Regions from separate parts of the Zea mays genome. Here regions 1 and 3 are each linked to region 2. The links are chromatin contacts, called in public Hi-C maps. All regions are on one chromosome and are shown on one strand. The core of a region is the stretch at or near the end of the contact, and the rest is flanking DNA. Distances in the headings are between cores, read along the strand shown. Region 1 overlaps LOC103634735 (AAA-type ATPase family protein). Region 2 holds the start of LOC100277625. Region 3 holds the start of LOC103634632 (Fanconi anemia group I protein homolog).

Evidence for each region. A called contact is a pair of places that touch in the nucleus more often than the background predicts.
Region 1: a contact with region 2 is called in a Hi-C map of ear, with 2.0 times the contacts expected there. The contact joins the enhancer-like site here to the promoter of LOC100277625 in region 2. A contact is called at or near these places in 2 of 25 Hi-C or Micro-C datasets (ear and leaf).
Region 3: a contact with region 2 is called in a Hi-C map of tassel, with 5 times the contacts expected there. The contact joins the promoter of LOC103634632 here to the promoter of LOC100277625 in region 2. A contact is called at or near these places in 3 of 25 Hi-C or Micro-C datasets (ear, endosperm and tassel).

What each region holds. Positions count from the first base shown.
Region 1 is chr1:58,140,480-58,144,862 of Zm-B73-REFERENCE-NAM-5.0, reverse strand. It overlaps LOC103634735 (AAA-type ATPase family protein), which reads left to right. Exons shown (of 28, transcript XM_008657320.3): 22 at 1-22; 23 at 102-185; 24 at 329-513; 25 at 592-730; 26 at 823-882; 27 at 1,066-1,170; 28 at 1,792-2,430. The coding sequence ends at 1,905. Among protein-coding and RNA genes, the nearest start is that of LOC103634735, 11 kb to the left of the region's middle. Within about 2 kb of position 2,107, at least 6 of the 20 cell types and tissues checked have an H3K27ac peak or open chromatin away from gene starts, as enhancers often do. A contact at or near this core is called in ear and leaf, where this site is marked.
Region 2 is chr1:57,678,083-57,682,021 of Zm-B73-REFERENCE-NAM-5.0, reverse strand. It overlaps LOC100277625, which reads right to left and starts at 1,765. Exons shown (of 1, transcript NM_001151137.3): 1 at 1,146-1,765. The coding sequence starts at 1,667. The coding sequence ends at 1,275.
Region 3 is chr1:57,236,504-57,240,556 of Zm-B73-REFERENCE-NAM-5.0, reverse strand. LOC103634632 (Fanconi anemia group I protein homolog) reads left to right here and starts at 2,256. Exons shown (of 13, transcript XM_008657224.3): 1 at 2,256-3,098; 2 at 3,186-3,267; 3 at 3,381-3,572; 4 at 3,682-3,746; 5 at 3,872-4,031. The coding sequence starts at 2,332.

The sequences.
Region 1 (4,383 bases), core at 858-3,357, 460 kb before region 2:
GATGTCAAGCATCTCTTCAAAGGTACTTATCAATTGGACAAGCCTCTGTTTTTTGGCAGTTGAGTATCTGCATTATAGCATCTAAATAACCTATTTTCCAGTGGCTTGGTGAAGGAGAAAAATTCGTGAAAGCTGTTTTTTCACTGGCAAGTAAAATTGCTCCAAGTGTAATTTTTGTGGACGAGGTAAGTTATAGTAGTGTTGTGATCCATGAACAATTTCTATTTATTTGATCTGTACCAGGACACCACAATATCTGTAGTTTGTCAATCCCGTATTAATGCATACTTTTCTGCTCATTTATCCTGCTCTTGTTTTTATTTTTTAGGTTGATGGCATGCTGGGAAGGCGGGAGAACCCTGGAGAACATGAAGCCATGCGTAAGATGAAAAATGAGTTTATGGTGAACTGGGATGGTCTGAGAACAAAGGAGAAAGAACGTGTATTAGTACTTGCTGCAACTAACAGGCCATTTGATCTTGATGAGGCTGTTATTAGGCGGCTTCCAAGGAGGTGATTTATTGTTTGTTTATAGCCTAATACGACATCTGTCAATAGTTTATTGACCTCAGTCTTGTGTGTGTTCTCTAGGTTGATGGTGAATTTGCCAGATGCATCAAATAGGAGAAAGATTCTTAGTGTAATACTAGCCAAGGAAGATTTGGCAGACGATGTTGATCTAGAAGCTATAGCTAACTTGACAGAAGGGTACTCGGGTAGTGATCTCAAGGTATGATATTACTAGCACTAAGAATTTGTTACGGTACTTAGTTTTACAATCAAATATTGGTTGTCGTTAACCTCTTGACTGATTATTTTCAGAATCTTTGTGTTACTGCTGCTCATCGTCCTATTAGGGAGATTCTTGAAAAGGAGAAGAAGGTTTGTTTCAACCTCGAGTTCTTCCTGTGTGCTGTACTCCTTGGGGTTCTAAGAATATCAGTTGGTGCTAGCAAAACCAATGGAACAGAATTATTTTGATACTGGTTCTATTTGATATACATGGATGGATTCTTTGTTTAATATTTAATGCAATTGATTTTCAAGTGCATTGTCCACCTGCAGGAGAGAGCTTCAGCAGAAACAGAAAATAGGCCATTGCCTCTGTCGCACACTAGCAATGATGTCCGTGCATTAAGAATAAGTGATTTCATACATGCGCATGAACAGGTATGATCTTATATAAGTATTAACTTCGGATTCATTTATTTTGACACTAGTTTGTCCTTCTGCCAGTTGAAATTCTTTATTATGATATTAACGATTACATGTTAATCATGCCTAATCTAAAATGATAATATGTACTTGTGGACAAAAGTATTTAGTGGTTGTTTGTTTGGGATTATAGTCTGCCCAGATCAGATTATAATCCCAATCAAACAAACCCTTAGTTTACTGAAGCTAGTGTATGATAACATGGTCGTCCTTTTATATAAAAAAGTTACATGTTAATTGTACCTAATCTAGAATGATAATATGTATTATGAGCAAAAGTATCTGGTTTACTGAAGTTATGTAAAGGGATCTACATGATTGTTCCTTGTTTTTTAAAAAAGGAAAATTACTACTACGTTTTTTCTTAAAAAGGAACGCTAACCTAACTTACCACATTAAAGTTTTGTGGCATTTTCCCCCTCAAACACAGGACATTTCAACCTCCTTATCTCTGCTATCAATGAATTTCCAATGGTTCAATGTCTACATTTGAGGCGAATTGGGATATGAAATTTTGTGCAGTGTTTGTTTTGAGTTGGTAAATTGCTCACACACAGTGTGGTGACTTTCTTGTAGGTGTGTGCAAGTGTTTCCTCAGATTCCAGTAACATGAACGAGCTTGTGCAATGGAATGATCTCTATGGAGAAGGCGGGTCAAGGAAAAAGACAACGCTAAGCTACTTCATGTAGCTGATGTTGCAAGTATATCGGGAGAAGTGCCCTGGCACAAAGCAGAAATGGTTGGAGGCAGTTGGGGGTGTGTATCGGGTGCAGTTGGAAAAGAGCTAGGTTCACCTGCCATCCATCCATTGAGAGAATTGATGGCTCAGGTGGAGCGGAATGGAGTAGTATACACATTGGTTGCTGCCTCCACTCTGGGCCATGTATCATGCATCTGGACATGACGGATGGTCTGGCTTGCAGTTGTCCTAACAACAGTTTTGAGTGCAACATATCACTGTCTGGGAAAGAAAAGAAAAGAAAATATACCATTTGTGTTGTTCCCACTCCACAGGAAGCACGGCGACGACATCGCCCAACAACCCTTTTCCATCGTTTCTTAAAAAATAATTCATTATTTAGGTTGTAAACATTTAGAGCCTGTGCAAGTGTACAGTATGAGCATCAGGAGTATTAACCTAGTGTTGATGTCTATACCTAATCTAATTTATTGATTAGAATCATTTAACATGAAATACATGATTATTTTGTATCTTCGTGCCTTCGTTAGGTTGATAATGGTCGAATTAAAACTAACCTTGTGGTTATGATCTCTGTTCACATCGTGTACAATAAATAGAGAGGGTCGGTACACTTAGATTCGATCCATCTCACTAAAGTGAAGGCTGTTGTCGTCTATCTTATTGTTCTTAAGCTGACCCCCATCGTTCTAATAGTTAATCTCATGGCTAGGGTTTGTAAGCAAGTTTCTATTAGAACAATAGTGGTATTGAAGCCAGGGTTTGTGTTCGAACTTCTGACCGAAAAGTAACTAATTGTATAAATGTGTTCATTTTGATGTCTGCATAATAAATTTTTATATCTGATAATGTGTATAACTGACAATGTTTAACATTAATAACAAAGAACATATGTCTTAATTATAATTTAAATGAAGACGGGGATCTCCGTTGGGGATTTATCCCCGCGGGGAACGGAGATGAGGAAGAAATGTTCCCCGCAAGCGTTCGTGAGGATTCCCGTGGGAATTTTTATTTATCGTGGGGACGGAGATGGGGAGCTATTCCTCGACGGGGAATTTCTCGTTGCCATCCCTAATTTCATGCAACTAATAAAACTGTCTTTATAATGGTATATGATCTCAAACGTATAAAGTGTGTATGATGGTCATCAGAAGTTGTATCATAGATTCTATTAGGGAAGCAATACCGTCTACTAGAGGAGCAATATCGGAATGTCAAAGTGCCACTGAATAACTTCACAAGATTCAACAATAATTCACTAGTTCTGCAAAGGCATATGCTGGAACCATAATTAAAAATTGTTACTAAAAAGTATGATTGCTCTAGCATATGGGAGCACATATTTAAGCTGACCAACTTTACTAATAAGCTTAAGGGTCTCTTTGGGGCAACTTTTTTCTAAAGAGTTTTTTTTGAGAATCTAGATTCCTAGATAATCTAGTTGTCACGAGAATATGGATATCGTGTGGCCTACGTGCGGACGAAGATGAAGGGGTCTGCAAGGTTTAGGTCTTAGGAAGCGGCAAATTTCTCCCAACATGACGACTCGTTGAATTTTGCATTCACGTTGATTTGGATGATTTTCATAAAAATGATTCTCACAGAAGCGAGTTGAAGAGCGAAACGTTTGGTGGCTAGAAACCGATTTTGATGGCCAAATCCGGTCAGAAGCCAAAACAATCAGGCCCTAAGTCCTTTGACATTGAATTAATGAATGACTTTGTTGTCCACTTGATATTAATGTATTTACCTAAAGAGATTAAGACTTTTGTTGTGAACTACAACATGAGTCTTGTGAAAGTCGCCTAGAGGGGGAGTGGATAGGCGGAAACTGAAATTTACAACTTTAAATACAACTACAAGCCTGGGTTAGCGTTAAAAATAAATCCGAGTCCGAAAGAGAGGAGGAAAACAAATCAACCAAAGAAATAGAGCGGATGACACGGTGATTTGTTTTATCGAGGTTCGGTTCCAAATAACCTAGTCACCGTTGAGGTGGTCACAAAGACCGAGTCTCTTTCAACACTTTCCCTCTCTCAAACGGTCACCTAGACCGAGTGAGATTTCTCCTTAATCAAACGGGTCACTTAGACCCCACAAGGACCACCACACAATTGGTGTCTCTTGCTTTGATTACAAGTGCTTGAAGAGCAAGAATGAGGAAGAAGAAAGCGATCAAAGAACAAGAGCTCAAAGAACACGAGCAAAACTCTCTCTCTAGTCACTAGATGTTTGGAGTGTATTTGGGACTTGGAGAGGCTTTGATTCTTTTGAATTGTGTCTCGTATTGATTGCACTAGCTCTTGTATTGAATGAGATGTCTGAAAAACGTGGATACTTGGAGTGGTGGTGGTTGGGGGGTATTTATAGCCCCAACCATCAATTCAACCGTTGGGGAGGCTGTCTGTCGATGGGCACACCAGACAGTCCGGTGCGCCAGCCACGTCACCCAACCGTTAGGGTT
Region 2 (3,939 bases), core at 516-3,015:
GTCTAAGGTTTAAGACCCCGTGCCAACTACACTTGTCAGAATTGCTATCATCTTTTGTCCTCGCTATGTCCTCTGATGTATGGGAAGCTCAACTACACTGGTATAGTAAGATTAATTTGATCATGCAATTTTGTATATAAATAAGGTAAGCTTAGATGTACATTCATATTTTCTCAGATTTTTTTGAAATTTTTTTAATAGGTTTACATAGGGTTTACACCAAAACGTGGTTATAGACAAAACTGTTATACTTATACCTTGTCTTTCAGCAGTAAATATTCTCAGTGCCTATAGAACAATTAAGTTAAGAGACAAGCACTCTTCGATCGCGTATAAAAGGACTCAAGAAATGAAGAAAAGAGAATCACGAGCAATCAACAACAGTATTTAAGCTCTATAGTCATTTGTGGTTGCTTGTGTTACTTCATCTTCATCTGCGCAATCCAAGAGTAGGATTTGTATCTGCTCTAAGGTTTTTTTTTGGAAGTGTTTGGAGCTTCCCAAATGGGGAAATCCATATGTAGTTATGTTTGTTTTAATGAAGTGAGTTTCTTATGGTAATCCTGGTCCGGTTCTGAAGTTTGAGTTCTTATGCTAGACACTATATAGAAAGAAAGAAAAAACATCTTTGGAAGTTCTCGTTTATTCCCGTTTATGAAAAGTATGCAAATAATCGTAGACCATTGGAAAGTGTTCCCTTCAGGTGAATTGCCTGGGGAGAATTGTCCCAAGTAAACGCGACTTGGGTAGCCTGAGCGCCTTAGGATTACAAAACCATTGTTTAGAAAAACTAGCTATCTTGTTGGTCTCATTAGCCTGTGATATCCTAAAACCTAAAAAAATTAATATTAAAATAATTTCAAAATTTAAATTAAAAAATTAAAATCTTCCATAAATCTAACAAACATATATTTACATGACAACTTTTCTCGCTTTCTTTTCGTGATACTTTACAGGAGCGGTCCCTTTCCCTTGCTTGTTTGTATTGTAAAAGTTAAACGTGGAATTCACTGGCACGCATTGGCGTTCTGGGTCAGTGGGGTGATAGTACAGCGTGTACACGTGGTTCTGGGGAAGAGCACAGCGCACGCACATGGCCCGACGCAACACACGCACAGAAGCTTCAGCGTCACAAACCGACCAAGTAAACAACAGATTAACCGCCTCCGCTCGATTTTACACACGCACTTTTGCACAGACGCCCCTCGCAGACCTCGCATTACAGAAACCAACCCAACAGACAGCCAGAGATCGCAACCGCCAGCTCTCCTATCCTACTCGTCGTCGCCGCCGTCGCCGCCGAAGAGCGAGGATCGGTAGTAGAGCAGCGCGAGGATGAGGAGGAGCAAGAACGCGACGCCGACCGGGGACCCTCCCACGCGGTGGACGGCGTCGGGGGACCCGCCGAAGGCGAAGGCGTCGGCGAGCGCCGCGGCGCCGCGGTCGGACGAGAGGAGGCGGATGAGGAACAGCAGGCACACGGGGAGGAGGAGGAGCCCCACCGGGCTCAGCAGCTCCGCCACGGCTTCCGTCAGCGCCTCGCCGCCGCCGCCCAGGAACAGCGGGCCCGCCACCACGAGGCCCACCACCACCGCCAGCAGCAGGCCGTGGGGCGCGCCGCGCTGGCCCGGCCCGCCGTAGTAGTACTCGTCCCCAGCGCCAGCCATTGCCGCCGCCTGCTCTCTCTGACTCTCTCGGTCGCGGCAGTGGTGGTGACTGGTGAGTGATGAATGAATGGGATGGGAAGTGAAGAAGATATTAGTTTTAGAGAGAGCGGTGGGGTAGCGTGGACGACCGATATGAGTAAACACTCACTCGATTCCAAATTACAAGTACTTTTAAAAAATTTAAAGTGTCAAAGCATCTTTAATTTAATTATGAGAGTAAAAGTCACGTAGTAGCGCTGAATGGTGGTGGTAAACCACACACAAGGACGGGGGAAGGAAACGGGAAACACCGAAACAGCTTGGTGGTGTGGCCGTGCAGGTAGCCCCACCCCCACAGTGAGACAACGTGGGAGGCGGGGGCCGTGCAGGTAGCCTCACCCCCTCACACTTGAGATCTCATCATAAGTTTGGGATACCATGCAATCACATGCATTCCAAATTTGAAAATAAAGCAAATTTGCAGGTAGCCCCACCCCACCCCTCTCACGTTCTAGAAAGTTTTATATTTTTTTCGTCAAATATGATATTATTCTTGAATGATTCTGAAATCTGCATAAAAAAACTACGTACATAGTTCTGAAATCTATGTACACAATAAATACAAATTTCTGATTCATCAATTCCAAATATGATCTAAAATGCTTGATTGGACACTCTAGAGAAATATTCCAAACTACAGAAATAAAAAGTCTAACACACAACAAGATTCTTTTCCACGTAATAGCTTAGAGTTTATTAATAAAACACAAAAGAGAATAAAAACAGAAGGCACAAAACTTTTTTTGCATAGAAAGTTTTTGGGGAGTCACTCTCGGCTTGCTAAATATGAGGATAAGAAAGGATAAAAAGCAACTGCTTAACAGCATCGTTTAGTATATCAAACAGAGATGATCTTAGCTGTTAGATCACCCGACAATTAGCATAACTTTTCAGATTTTGGATCCTTCTAAATTTCAGGGTTCCAGCATGTGAGCTTGCCTGGTAGGGGTGGTAATGGACTTTAGATTTTACACTACAAACTTTAAGAATCAAATCGAATTAGAGTCGAACTCTATTTTTATTCATTTTTGAACTAATATTATTTAAGGGCCTTAACTTTTTGTAAAGGGACATTGGATCTGATTCATTATCACCCCTATTGCCTCGTCGCTCATCAACAACAGCAACATAGCCTTTTAGTTCCAAGCAAGTTGGGGTAGGCTAGAGTTGAAACCCAACAAGATGTCACAAAAAGAGAAAGTGAGAGAAAGAGGAGGGAAAAAGATTTTGAGAACACTAAAAGGAAAAATACCTCATCACGGTTCAGTCACGTGGATAGCTTCTTTCCAAACACTTCTATCCAAACACAACTCTATTGAGGTATTCTATTCCTTCAAGTCCCTTTTGATTGCCTCCTCTCATGTCAAGTTTGATTGATCTCTACCTCTCTTTACATTATCGTCCCGTATTATGATGTCTCTATACAAGTATTATGATGTCTCTATACACCGGTGCCTCTGGGGTCTCCAGTGGGCATACCCAAACCATCTCAACCGGTATTAAATAGCTACTCCTAACCAATCATGCATATCATCGTTTCTTACTCATCCAATCTTGTGTGCTCACATCTTGTGTGCTCACATATCCAACACAACATATGTATCTCTGCGACACTTAGTTGTTGGATATGCCATCTTTTAGTAGGCTAACACTCAACCACATCTAACATAGCAAGCCTAATCGCTGTAAAAAATAATTTTGTTCTAAAAAATGAAGGTCCTTGTAGGGCACCTCAAATGACACTTCAGGAGCTTATCTTAGTGGAGCAGGGCCGGTTTTGGTGAATGCAGCAACCTAAACAGTCCCTAAAGCACCCCTCTGCCTACTTTAGAGAACACAGAATACAGGGTCCACCAGAAAAAAAAATACAAATATCACCCATAAACAAACCCTCAAAACATGAAGATCATCATGCCAACCCACTATCAGTACCAGCGTAACCAAACAAAGCCTTTGTAGTTGTGTAGGACATCATGGCCATGTTTGTTTCGGCTTCTGGCAGCTTCTGGCCACCAAAAGTTGCTGCGCACTGCAAAACGCTCAGCTTTTCAGCCAAATTCTATAAAATTCGTTGGGACAAAAACCATTCAAAATCAACATAAACACATAATCGGTTGAGTCGTTGTAATAGTAGGAATCCGTCACTTTGTAGATCCTGAGCCCTATGAACAACTTTATCTTCCTCTACACGTAATCGTAATGATACTCAGATTCTCCCCACAGCCAGATTCTC
Region 3 (4,053 bases), core at 1,007-3,506, 440 kb after region 2:
CCACCATGTTCTACACCAACAACTGCAAAAAAATCAGACATGTCTTCTTTGAATATTTTCAATATACGATAGTTATTTTTTTCAATACTTTTTACCAAGTGTTCTCATTTTCCCTTTTACTCTTTTAAAAATAATTTAACTATTGCACAAACAAACCCTTTTGATGCTAACATAAGTGAAGCTACTACAACTACATTTGAATCACCGACAAAAAGGATCACAGTTCTCATCTCAGCTTATAGTACTATCTCCATTAGTACATTTGCTATAGTATACAACTAAATTTTCATCCTACATTGATACATTCATCCAGAATTAAACACAATCCGAAGAATCAACAAGAGTAGACGTAAACGATGCAACTAGAACTGATCCCAAGAATCAACAAGAGTAGATGTTGTCCGCAACACAACTAGGTAAACGATGCAACTAGAACTTCAAATAAACCAAAACTTCGCTCTACGATTGAAATATCCTACTGTTATATTGGGTGTAAGAATACTTTTGAACACAACCTTGAACATACGAAGCATGTTCTTCATTTTGTCTCCAAATATTATGTGTCATTACTGAAGCAAACCTTATTCTGGATGTGCTATATGATATCTATATATACTACTATGTCATGTAACCATCTATAAACTCATTAGGTGGTAGAACATGTTGCCATATTTTATATACAAATAAAACCATTTGATTTAGCTTGATAAAAACGTATAACATCAAAAACAAGCTAAACGCGCGCTGGCGCGCGCCAGTTGACTTGTAAAACTGAATCCTTATAGCGTATGCTTCACAGTTCACACTGCCGACAGCCTTAGCCGGTATGGAGCTTGGCCTCGAGTGTAGGCCCCCAGGAATGTCAGGCTAACACCAAGCCAAGCTGGGTTCGTCTTCTACATAGTCTCGTTTGCCAATATGCGATGGTATGGATTTTTTCACTGACAACGATATTTCTTGTTTGTTTTTAAGGGGATTTCTATGACGTATATTGTCCTCTATCTATATCTATACTATAATAATCTATTAACAATTTAATATGGGCCGGGCACCTGGTGCTACTTCACCATCCGTGCTACCACACCGCGCAAAAAATAGTTCAAAGTGAGCACTCAAACCCACAGCCCATTCCTCCAACCATTTGAGGGTAACCACTAGGCCACACTTACACTTACCTTAGTGTTTATAAATAAACAATAATTATATTTGAATACATATCTCATACCTATTTATCTATATTGCTATATTAAGAACTTAATGTGGGCACCTGATGCTACCACAACTTTGTGGACCCCAGCGCCCACGCAGCCAACTACTGCGTTGCTCAGCATCCAACCCTACCCACGCAGCTACCAGCCTACCACACCGCGCAAAAAAGTGCGAGCGAGCACTCGAATCCACACCCTAGCTCCGGAAATTTGGAGCTAACCACCACACGTATCTTGGTGTTTATAAATAAACAATAATTATATTTAATAAATATCTTAATACCTATTTATATGATATATAAAAATCGTAGCAAAATATGAGCAACTAGCTAATATTATATATGAGTTTTCTCGTGTAAAGGTTTTCTCATGAATTTATAATAAGGGGATAATCATTATATGTTTTATCACTTTATTCTTATTTTTATTAGATTTAAAGAAAATTTTAACCGTATATCTACCACGGGGCGTTTGGATCCTTTCATTTTAAAGGAATTGGAATTCACTCAATAAAGTAACTTATTTAGTTTGGAATTTGGCATTCCACCACTTTCCAAAGTTAAAATATAAGCTTATCTCAAATTCATAGGGTGGAGGATAAGAAATGATTTTAAACATGAGTAGAATTTGTTTCTACTCTGTAACTTACATGACACTCTTCGTTCCACTCGTCTATAGTAAAAATGTAGCACATAAATATTTAGGACATCTTGCTAATAATAGTATACAAATATATTTTGTATAAAAGTGAATTAGCTTAATTGATATATATCTAAATTATTATTATTATAATGGAATTTAATTCCAGTGATCCAAACGGGACGTCAAAGAAAAATGTGTCAAGGAGAGAAAAATATGTTGAAAAGAGTGCAGGCCCAAACCCTAGAGTAGACACAGCCACACAGGACACAAATGTTTCTAGCGTCCAAGTTCCTAACCCAGACTGGGTCAGATGCCTACCCCAAGTCCACAGTATACATGGGCCGGCCCAAATCTAGGCGAAACGACCAAGCTTGTCAAGGAAGCTCTTCTTCCTCTCGGGACTCGGTGAGCGAAGAGGGAAAACTCCACTCACTTCCCGCCCGAACATCCGAACTGCCCGCCGCCGACTTCCGCTCCGGCGATGTCGGCGACCATGGCCTCTGCCAGTCAGCCCTCCTCGCAGCAACCTCCACCTCCACCGCTCACTGCCGAAATCGTTCTCCGCCTCGCCTCGCGCGACCCCTCCACCGCGGTGCCCCTCCTCCCGGAGCTCCCGCCCGACGATCTCGCCGATATCGTTGCCTCGCTCACCGCCACCTCCCCCGCGGGCCACCTCTCCCTTCTCCCCGCGATCCTCGCTCTCTTACCCTCCCCATCCTCTGCCTCCTCCGCGTTCGCCGCTCTCCTCTCCGCGCCCAGCTGGCCCTCCTCCACGCTCCTCGCCGTCGCCACACTACTCCGCGACCTCCCGCCGGCCTACCGCACCCGCATCCCCGCCTTCCTCGGGAAGATCATCTCTCTCCTTCCAAGTGCGGATGCCCAGGACCTCCCTGCTCTCTCCTACCAGCTCCTCCTGCTCGCGTCCAAGCCGCTCTACCCGCGCGTCGTCCTCGCGGGACTCCTGCGCTTCTTCGGCGGCCGCCGCGGCGCCCGCGTTCGCGCGCCGCCGTCTATCGCGCGGCAGGTCGAGAGCACCGCGCTGATGAACGTCTCGTTCGCGGTCAAGCAGGACCCCGCGCTGGCGAGGGAGGTCCTGGCCGCCATCAAGGCTGACGCCGCGGGCGCTCTCAGTGGATTTGCGGTGGCAGTGATGCTGTTCGTGGCCAGGGTGCCGAGGTTCAACGAGGGTGCCGTGAGTGTGCTCCGGGATGCGGTCGTGGTGTCCCGCCGGGATTACCGAATGTCAAGGTGACGGATTGCTCGTTACTCTACCTATTGTGATTGCTAGTGTTTGCTTTAGAAATTTGTTCTGATCAGATGGCGGATGTCTCTCAGGCGGTGCAAGTGGTTGCCGGATTGTATGGAAGGGGAATATGCACGGGCCACTCAATGTGTCGAGAAGGGAATACTAAAATCTGTGAGGGATTCATATCTTATACTCATAATACCTGCCAAGTCAGTTGTGAACTGATCATAAACGCTGCTTAGATTCATAGTTCTTTTCGGGTGTATACGGCTTCTTATATGCAGGTCGACGAGAGCATTGTTGGCAGGGAGCATGTTGTGCCAAGCATTGTTCAGGTGGCTTTTCGCCTGTTAGAAGTCTCAGAAGGTGATCAAGGTGAGGAAGCTGGCTTAGGTGAAGGAGTAATGAGCACCGAAGAAATAGGCATTAATATGCTCAAATCATTGTTTGAGGTCCATGAAATGGCACGGACTGAGGTATGTATTGAAACAGCATGACCTTTGCCTTAACAAGTCGGAGCATATTTACAAATTGGTTTATTTGATGTGACATGGTATGTTTCATTTTTTGTCCTTTTGGGTTTAGATAATTGAACAGTGCAAGTTCCGGATTCTCTCGGCAAAGCCTCAGCAAAGTGTGCCAGTTCTCAGGTTATACTCATACTTGTACGCCATAGCAACCCTAGTTAAAATTTAGAAAGCACAAGTTATAGTCTACAGTTCAGTATGTTTACCTTTTCTTTTTGAGGAAACGTCTGACCATCTATTCATTGCAGGTTGATTGGATGCTTGATTTTGAGTCATCCATTTCCAATGCTGGAATTCATTGCACATTTAAAGGAGTTGTTGGATTATTTTTCTTTTATGAATGACAAGATATCAACTGCTTTGATCAGTTGCATCTTGCCACTCACAAAGTTCAGCCGTGATCTGAAGGTCTTCAGCCTTAACAATATTT